Linked DNA regions of Mus musculus: region 1 is linked to region 2. A link is a contact called in public Micro-C data. All regions are on one chromosome and are shown on one strand. Each heading gives the region's core, a stretch centred on a gene start, on an enhancer-like site or on the middle of the called end of the contact. The rest is flanking DNA. Distances are from core to core; before and after follow the strand shown.

Evidence for each region. A called contact is a pair of places that touch in the nucleus more often than the background predicts.
Region 1: a Micro-C map of embryonic stem cells shows a contact between it and region 2, with 3 times the contacts expected there. The contact joins the promoter of Socs1 here to the promoter of Litaf in region 2. A contact is called at or near these places in 11 of 39 promoter capture datasets (the 3T3-L1 cell line, 3T3-L1-derived adipocytes, cranial neural crest and 6 more), 1 of 15 datasets of contacts at CTCF or cohesin (the NIH/3T3 cell line), 7 of 484 Hi-C or Micro-C datasets (the Ba/F3 cell line, bone marrow-derived macrophages, embryonic stem cells and 1 more), 2 of 115 datasets of contacts at active chromatin or transcription factors (effector CD8 T cells and pancreatic cancer cells) and 4 of 9 other capture datasets (adipose tissue, embryonic stem cells, liver and 1 more).

Annotation. Positions count from the first base shown.
Region 1 is chr16:10,783,363-10,787,472 of GRCm38.p6, reverse strand. It overlaps Socs1 (suppressor of cytokine signaling 1), which reads left to right and starts at 1,937. Exons shown (of 2, transcript NM_009896.2): 1 at 1,937-2,042; 2 at 2,552-3,665. The coding sequence starts at 2,602. The coding sequence ends at 3,240.
Region 2 is chr16:10,991,183-10,995,117 of GRCm38.p6, reverse strand. It overlaps Litaf (LPS-induced TN factor), which reads left to right and starts at 1,997. Exons shown (of 4, transcript NM_019980.2): 1 at 1,997-2,072.

The DNA of each region.
Region 1 (4,110 bases), core at 688-3,187, 210 kb after region 2:
CAGCAGGACACTGTGAATGCTGGAAAAAGGTGGCTTGCAGGCTAGGCTATGGAACCACGTTTTGCATCCAAGCCTGCAGGACCCTACAATGGCAGCCACTGTACAGTGGGTACTGGGCTCTCTGGACCCCTGGGGGTGGGTCAGGAAGCAGCTATACAGCTCAGCATGTTTCTTTTTCACAACTTTTAGAAACTGAAACCAAGTTGTCCAAAGACAGCTTGACTTGCCCTGTACTTTAGATGGAAGGAAGGCAATCAGATCCCTGGCATATATACTAAAGACTGCATCACTGGAATGTGATGGATGGGAGAGGGCTAGCCAGGGGCAGGGCGAGAGGACACACCCTCTGACTGAGGAGGAGGGGAGATTTCCTGAGAGCAGGCAGAGGTGGAGGCCTGGAGTCCTCTATTTATAGGGTTCTTCTGAAAAGGTCTGCCAAGAGCTTGGCAGGGAGGCAGGCCTGCAGGAGCCAGCCCAGCCTTGTCACCCACCTCAGCACCAATAAGCCTGCCAAGTCCCAAGGGGATACTGTACCCCAAGAGGTTTTCCTCACTTTGCCTGGGCTGGAAGCACAGTTTGGGGATGGAGTTCACCAACCCCAGTACTACTAAAATAGGCTGGTACAAGGCCCTGTGTTTAGTCCCCAGCACTGCAAACAAGCATCCGTGATGCTTGCCAGACCAGAAAGACCTGAAGGCCAGTCTAGGCTGAGACGCGCTAGAGGGAGGCAGTGCTACAAACCCAGCCTTTATCGCCCACCAAGGGTTAGACTGACCATGGCTGCACCACAACCACAGCCACACAAATTCAAGCACCACAAGATAAGTTTGGTTGTGCTTAGGATGAAATATGGCGCTCTGTGCTCTGTCTGGGGAGACCAGGACTTGGCCTCAGAGCTTCAGAGGAGCCGCCTGACAGCTAACAGAGAAACCTGTAGAGGGCAGTGTGCGTCACTGTGAGCACAGGGAAGCCTGCACGCGAACCTCATCCGCCTTCATTCATAAACATCGTCAGCCAGGCACCCACTCCTGGCCTTTCAGGACAAACTGAATCACGAAACCACACAGTGTCCTAATGATAGGTCTGACTGCCTGGATCCTAAGCCAAGGTGTGCTCGGGGCCCCTTGTACAGGCAGATGCTTGCTGGAGTCTTGACCAAAAGTTTGGGGATTACAGCTTTTTTTGGAATCACAGCCCCGCCCGGGGCCTCAGTTTCTCCGGCTGCCCACGTAGTAAGAGTGCAGAGAGTGAGTCCAGGCCCCTGGGAACCCAGCCCAACCCCGCCCGGTTTCCGAGGAACTAGGCCGGGAGCGGGGGCGCCCCTCCCGCACCGCCTTAGGCTTCCTTTGAAGCCTCTGCGGTCAGGCCACCGCTTCCTGGGAAGCCCAAGCCAAGGCCAGGCCGAATGGCCAACGGGAGGGGCCCGCACGCGGCTCTGGAGGAGGGCGGCGGCCCCACAGGTCTCTAGGACTAGCTAGCCGGGTTCCAAGAAGGGTCGAGATTGCCAAGGCCTTCGGGTCCTGGGCAGGAAGGACCCTGGCAGGGAGGAGCTGCTTGGGGAGCACAGGGTCCAGGCGAGGCGGAGCCCTAACCAGAAGAATGCAGACACCCGGAGGGGAGGAGGCGTGTCAGCCCCGCGCTAGCATCCCACACGGCGGGCTGCGATTTGGGGCGAAGGTAGAGCAAAAGAGCGGGCACCAAGTCCTAAGCACCCCAGGCACGGAACACAAGATTCCGGTTGGAGCCGGAACCCCAGAGGTCCCAATGTGGGAAGGTGCGAGGCGAAACCAAGTTAGAGGAACCGTCTCCAGGGAGAGCCTCAGGAGTCTAGAGAGAACCCGAAAGACTTGCCGGAAAGAGAAACCGAAAGCGGGGGTGGGCTGGACCTGTGGGCGGGGCCTGCCTGGTTTAAGAGCCTGATGCAGGGGCGGGCAGCAGCAGAGAGAACTGCGGCCGTGGCAGCGGCACGGCTCCCAGCCCCGGAGCATGCGCGACAGCCGCCCCGGAGCCCCCAGCCGCGGCTCCCCGCGTCCTGCCGCCAGGTGAGCCAAGGCAGCTGCGAGGGAGCAGGCGGGAGGGGATGGGAGGTGATGGGAGCAGAGCCCGGCAGGACTAACCTCGCAGACTGTATGGCAGGGTCGAGGATGCCACGCCTCTGGCGCCCCCCCACCCCCGCCCCGGCTCCCCCAGGAGGCCCCTCGCTCGAGCGGGGCGCCGTCAGCCCCTCCTCTCCGGCCCTGAGCCCTGATCCTCCGCCCGGGTTCCAGTCCCCGGCGTGGCCAGTAGGCGGCAGCCGCGAGGCGACTAGCCACCAGCGGGGACGGCCGGGAGTCGGGCCCCTCTCCACGCCCCCTTCTCCACGCGCGCGGGGAGGCAGGGCTCCACCGCCAGTCTGGAAGGGTTCCGCATACAGGAACGGCCTACTTCGCAGATGAGCCCACCGAGGCTCAAGCTCCGGGCGGATTCTGCGTGCCGCTCTCGCTCCTTGGGGTCTGTTGGCCGGCCTGTGCCACCCGGACGCCCGGCTCACTGCCTCTGTCTCCCCCATCAGCGCAGCCCCGGACGCTATGGCCCACCCCTCCAGCTGGCCCCTCGAGTAGGATGGTAGCACGCAACCAGGTGGCAGCCGACAATGCGATCTCCCCGGCAGCAGAGCCCCGACGGCGGTCAGAGCCCTCCTCGTCCTCGTCTTCGTCCTCGCCAGCGGCCCCCGTGCGTCCCCGGCCCTGCCCGGCGGTCCCAGCCCCAGCCCCTGGCGACACTCACTTCCGCACCTTCCGCTCCCACTCCGATTACCGGCGCATCACGCGGACCAGCGCGCTCCTGGACGCCTGCGGCTTCTATTGGGGACCCCTGAGCGTGCACGGGGCGCACGAGCGGCTGCGTGCCGAGCCCGTGGGCACCTTCTTGGTGCGCGACAGTCGCCAACGGAACTGCTTCTTCGCGCTCAGCGTGAAGATGGCTTCGGGCCCCACGAGCATCCGCGTGCACTTCCAGGCCGGCCGCTTCCACTTGGACGGCAGCCGCGAGACCTTCGACTGCCTTTTCGAGCTGCTGGAGCACTACGTGGCGGCGCCGCGCCGCATGTTGGGGGCCCCGCTGCGCCAGCGCCGCGTGCGGCCGCTGCAGGAGCTGTGTCGCCAGCGCATCGTGGCCGCCGTGGGTCGCGAGAACCTGGCGCGCATCCCTCTTAACCCGGTACTCCGTGACTACCTGAGTTCCTTCCCCTTCCAGATCTGACCGGCTGCCGCTGTGCCGCAGCATTAAGTGGGGGCGCCTTATTATTTCTTATTATTAATTATTATTATTTTTCTGGAACCACGTGGGAGCCCTCCCCGCCTGGGTCGGAGGGAGTGGTTGTGGAGGGTGAGATGCCTCCCACTTCTGGCTGGAGACCTCATCCCACCTCTCAGGGGTGGGGGTGCTCCCCTCCTGGTGCTCCCTCCGGGTCCCCCCTGGTTGTAGCAGCTTGTGTCTGGGGCCAGGACCTGAATTCCACTCCTACCTCTCCATGTTTACATATTCCCAGTATCTTTGCACAAACCAGGGGTCGGGGAGGGTCTCTGGCTTCATTTTTCTGCTGTGCAGAATATCCTATTTTATATTTTTACAGCCAGTTTAGGTAATAAACTTTATTATGAAAGTTTTTTTTTAAAAGAAACAAAGATTCCTAGAGCGTATGCTTTGGCCAAACGTCCTGGGTTGGGAGTGGGGTATACAGACTGACTTTTCTTGAAGTCTTCGGGATGCTGGGGGGAGGGGGGAGGGTCGGACATCATATACATCTCCACCCACAGTGATGGGGACCAAACTTCCAGGCTAGTTGTGGTTTATGACTGGGAAGATGGCCGCTCCTGAGTATCCGTGCCTGGTCTCTGGTATTTCTGTGATGGGATCCTACAGGGACAGCCCCTGACACTGAGTACTGTGTTGCCCCCAGTATACAGAGGAGAAAACTGAGAGACGGGTAATTGACGACAGACCATTCCTGGACTGGAGAGGTGGGCCTTTTAACTGTCCATCCTGCATCAATTTGAAATGGATGACAGAGAGGAAACTTCTTTGCTTCTCTGACCACAACTACTTCCAGGAAGAGGGTGGGGCAGAGAG
Region 2 (3,935 bases), core at 748-3,247:
CTCCTCCCGATCTTTCTAGCACCAACCAGCCACTAATCTGCTTTGTCCAGGAATTTACCTGCTCTGGGCGCACTTGATGCAAATGAGACCATAGGATAAATGGTCATTGTGTCGGCCTTCTTTCACCCTGCACAGTGTTCCCAAGATCTCCGGGCCATGGTGGCAAGCAACAGTAAATTCTTTTGTTAGGTTTGGATACCTCTTACTCTTTGGCACACACATATGGTACTTTACATATCCACTGATCTGTTGACCACTTGGGTTTTTATTTTCTTCAGCTTTGGTGAACAGCAGGGCCCACAGCAGTCTTGTACAGACTTACACGTTGGAACACTTGTTTTCAGTTGTGTGTGCCACCTGGAATCAGAACAGCAGCTGCACCCTCTCACGTGTACCAGCAGTGCACCAGGGAGAGCATTTCTTCCCTTCCCTTCCAACGTTATTACACATAAGCACACATGCACAGATGCGTGTAGACAGGCCAGAGGCCAATGTCACATGACTTTTTCAATTGTTCTCTGTGTTTATTTTTTTAATTAAAAAAAATTTAAGGGAGAGCTTGAACCCAGTCTGTATCCCAACTACTCGTCCCATACCACACATTAAGCATTTGAGGTACCCATGTTTGGGGAAACCCTAGGAACAGCATGTGAGGAATACAATGGATAAGCCTCACCCAGGGAAAAGCAATTACATGACCATAATATGGTATTTCCTTTGCCAGGTGTGCTCCATTATACTTTTTGGTATAGAATCTCAATTGAACCAAGGCTCTCCAGTTCTGTAGTCTGGCTGCCAGCAAACAACAGGGATCTTCCTATCTCTCCCATCCCAGCACCGAAATTACAGAGGAGGATTTAGGAGGCAGGGCCTATCTGCTAAGGGTGGCCATTGAAGGTTAACTCTATTCCTTGTCTCTGATCACTCCCTCTTCTCCAGCCTGGTCTACTGTAATGTGAGTAGCATCGGCATAGCTTCAGCTGCCATAATCTCAACAGCTTTGCCAAATCTTTCCCACGGAGATGGACTGAAACCCTCTCACACTGTGACCCAAAATAAACCTTTTCTTCCTGCAGCCTTTTCTGTCTGCTACTGTGCTCACATTAAAGCAAGGGGATAAAATGTAAGCCATGCATGGTAACATACACTTTTAGCCTCAGCACTAAGGAGACAGAAGCAAGCAGATCTCTGTGAATTCAAGGCCGGGTGGGGCTACACAGTGAAACACTACTGTGAGCTTGTGTGCGCTCACGTGTGCGTGCACCCCCCCACCCCCCCCACACATGTACGTTGTAAGAATGTTTTTTTTTTTTTGTATGTGTGGGATGAGTTGAGACAGGGTCTCATTGTGTATCTGAGGTTGGCTTCAAACTTCCTATGTCTCTCAGATTAGCCACATTTTTTTTGAGAAACTGTTCAGCCGTAAAATGTGCTGGGCTTGTGGCACTATACTCATTTATGGGCCGCTGGGTATGAACCCTGTTTTCATGCATGCTAATGTTAGCCCTCTAACAGCTGAACTGCAGTCTGGCTAGTTTTTGTTTTTTTGAGACTGGTCTCACTATAAAGCCTTAGCTTGCCTGGAACTGTTTTAGATCAGGCCGATCTTGAATATACGCCTCTACCCTCAGTACTGTTCATCATATAATTTTATTCAAATTATAAACTTTCATCAGCTACATAACATACAAATGTTGTCTCCCATTCTGTAGGTTGTCTTTATGCCTTGACTTTGGTGGAGGTGTAGTTGTGGCTGTTAGAAACAAAGAATAATCTCTCCCCTCCCTCTCCCAGGCCTCGCGGCTCCAGAGTCCGCCTCCCGCCCGACCTTTTGGCCCCGCCTCCGCGCGCCCCGCCTCTCGCCAGCCCACTCAGGTCGTAGCTTCATCCCTACTCCTCCTGCCTCAAGGCTGTTACTCCTCCCCTCCTAGACCCCACCCCATCTGGCCCTTTCCAGCAAGCCACGCCCCGAAACATCTCCGCCCCCGGCTCGCCCTGCCTCCCCGGAGCCCTCCCGGCCCGCGCGCGCGGCCAGAGCAGACCTCCCGGCTCGACTGGCGGCGCGGGCAGCGGTGAGTGCGGCCCTGCTGGGTGCCCGGTGGGGAACACCAGATTCGGGGCGCTGGGCACGGGGCGGCAACAGAGGCGAGGGTCGGGCTTTGCCACCTGCCTAGAGTCCCGGGGCACCGCGCTCTCCTTGGGGGGCGAGCAGGGATGTCGTGGGACCCGGGGTGGCGCGCTCTGGGCGGGATTGAGGGCGAGGGGTCCCAGCAGTGCGGTTGTGTTTGGTTCTCAGTCTCGGACTACCCAGCTTCCGTCCGAACCTCACCAAATGATGCCCCTCGGGCTTATAGGAAAAGGCGCGACTTTCTCTAGTAACCTTTAGTATCTAAGTTGCGATTTGGAGAACGCCCCTGTGTGTACTCTGAAAGCAAAAGCGAATAGAGAAAAAGTAGAGTAACTTTCCAGATGCTCTTTAGCTGTTCCGGGCCCACGCGTCTTTTGCTCTTATCCCTGTGAGTTTCACACGGGTTCCCAGACCGGTGCGAGCGTATCGGAGAGCAGGGGAACTTCAGGATCGCGGAGTCTAGAGCCCAGGCGAAGGAGGACGTGACCCCCGCCTGTCCTGCCAGCCCAGTTCTTACTTCCCAGTGGTTTCCAGGTCCGTGTGGGTCTAGACGGTGCTTTTGATCGTCATTCGGTATCGTGCCCCCAGCTTTCCGTTGAGGTTTAAGAGGAAGAGGTGAGGAGAGCATGGGTGTGTTTTAGAAAGGGTCGTTTGGACATTCCCTACCTAATACTTTGTCGGGTTTGTGCTTCCGGAGAGTGAAGCTGATGTCATTCTCTGTTGGACTGAGCGGTAGTCATTGGGAAATAGTTTGTGGAAGTCACGGGGCTCTCTAAGCTCATCCCCTTTTTGCTGTTTTGAGACGGTCTTAGATAGTCCAGGCTAGCATCCCAACTCCATATGTAGCTGAGGCTGGTCCTGGACTTTTCTGCCTCCACAGTGTTGAAATTACAGGGTTGTGCCACTGAGCCGCTCCTCCAGCCTTTTCTGAATTAAACCGTCCTCCCCTGAGTGAGCTGAAGCTGGTTCAGGGACTCCTGGACTCCATATTGGAGTCCTTTGAAGGAAAATCATTTCTACCACTAGGTGCTTGCCTCCTCTTCTGCCCTCCGCTCCAGCCTTCTCAGATTGGCTCTTTTAAAGTAGAACTAATGCAGAGAGAAAGGAGCTGAGTGGTATCACTAATTCCTCCAGCGATTGGCTTTATCAGTTGGATCAGGATCCAGAGGGTGTGTCGCTTGCCTTGCCTGACCTAGAATAACACCCATACTTCATCTTCTCAGCCAATCCTTGTTCTGCCTTCTAAAGGTGTTCAGGCCAGCTCAGAAATATTTGTTGTAGATCTACTTACTGTGGGAGAGGCCCATTGTCCTCCTTCCTATTCCACTAAAGGCATTAATAATGAATGGTTTTATTCCTGCCTGAAAAAATATCCTTATGATAGTTTACTGAATCAAGTGACACAGTGATTGGTATCAGATCCACCCAGTGTCTTGAGTCTCTAAGATACTAGACTCCCTAGATAGTAGCTCCCTTCCTTTGGCGGATACATTCCTTTGTCCATCAATACTTTTATGGCCTGGCCGTAGGAGGGGAAAGGGCTACCCCTTGTCCTTTGAAAATGCTGAAAAAATGGCTCCTGGCCCTAAGTGGCTTATGCTATGGGCGAAAAGCAGGCGTGCTGTTGAAAAGTTCAGAGCTTAGCTCAGAATCCCAGCTTAGGCAATTGGGAGATGTTCCTAGACAGGGAAAGTTGTATGGGAAAGCTGAGGTCTGAGCACACTGCACATAAGCAGAAAGGTCTCAGCAGAGCTGCAGCAGAGGTGTAGACAAGTGCAGGATGGAACACAGTAAGAGCAAAACCTGC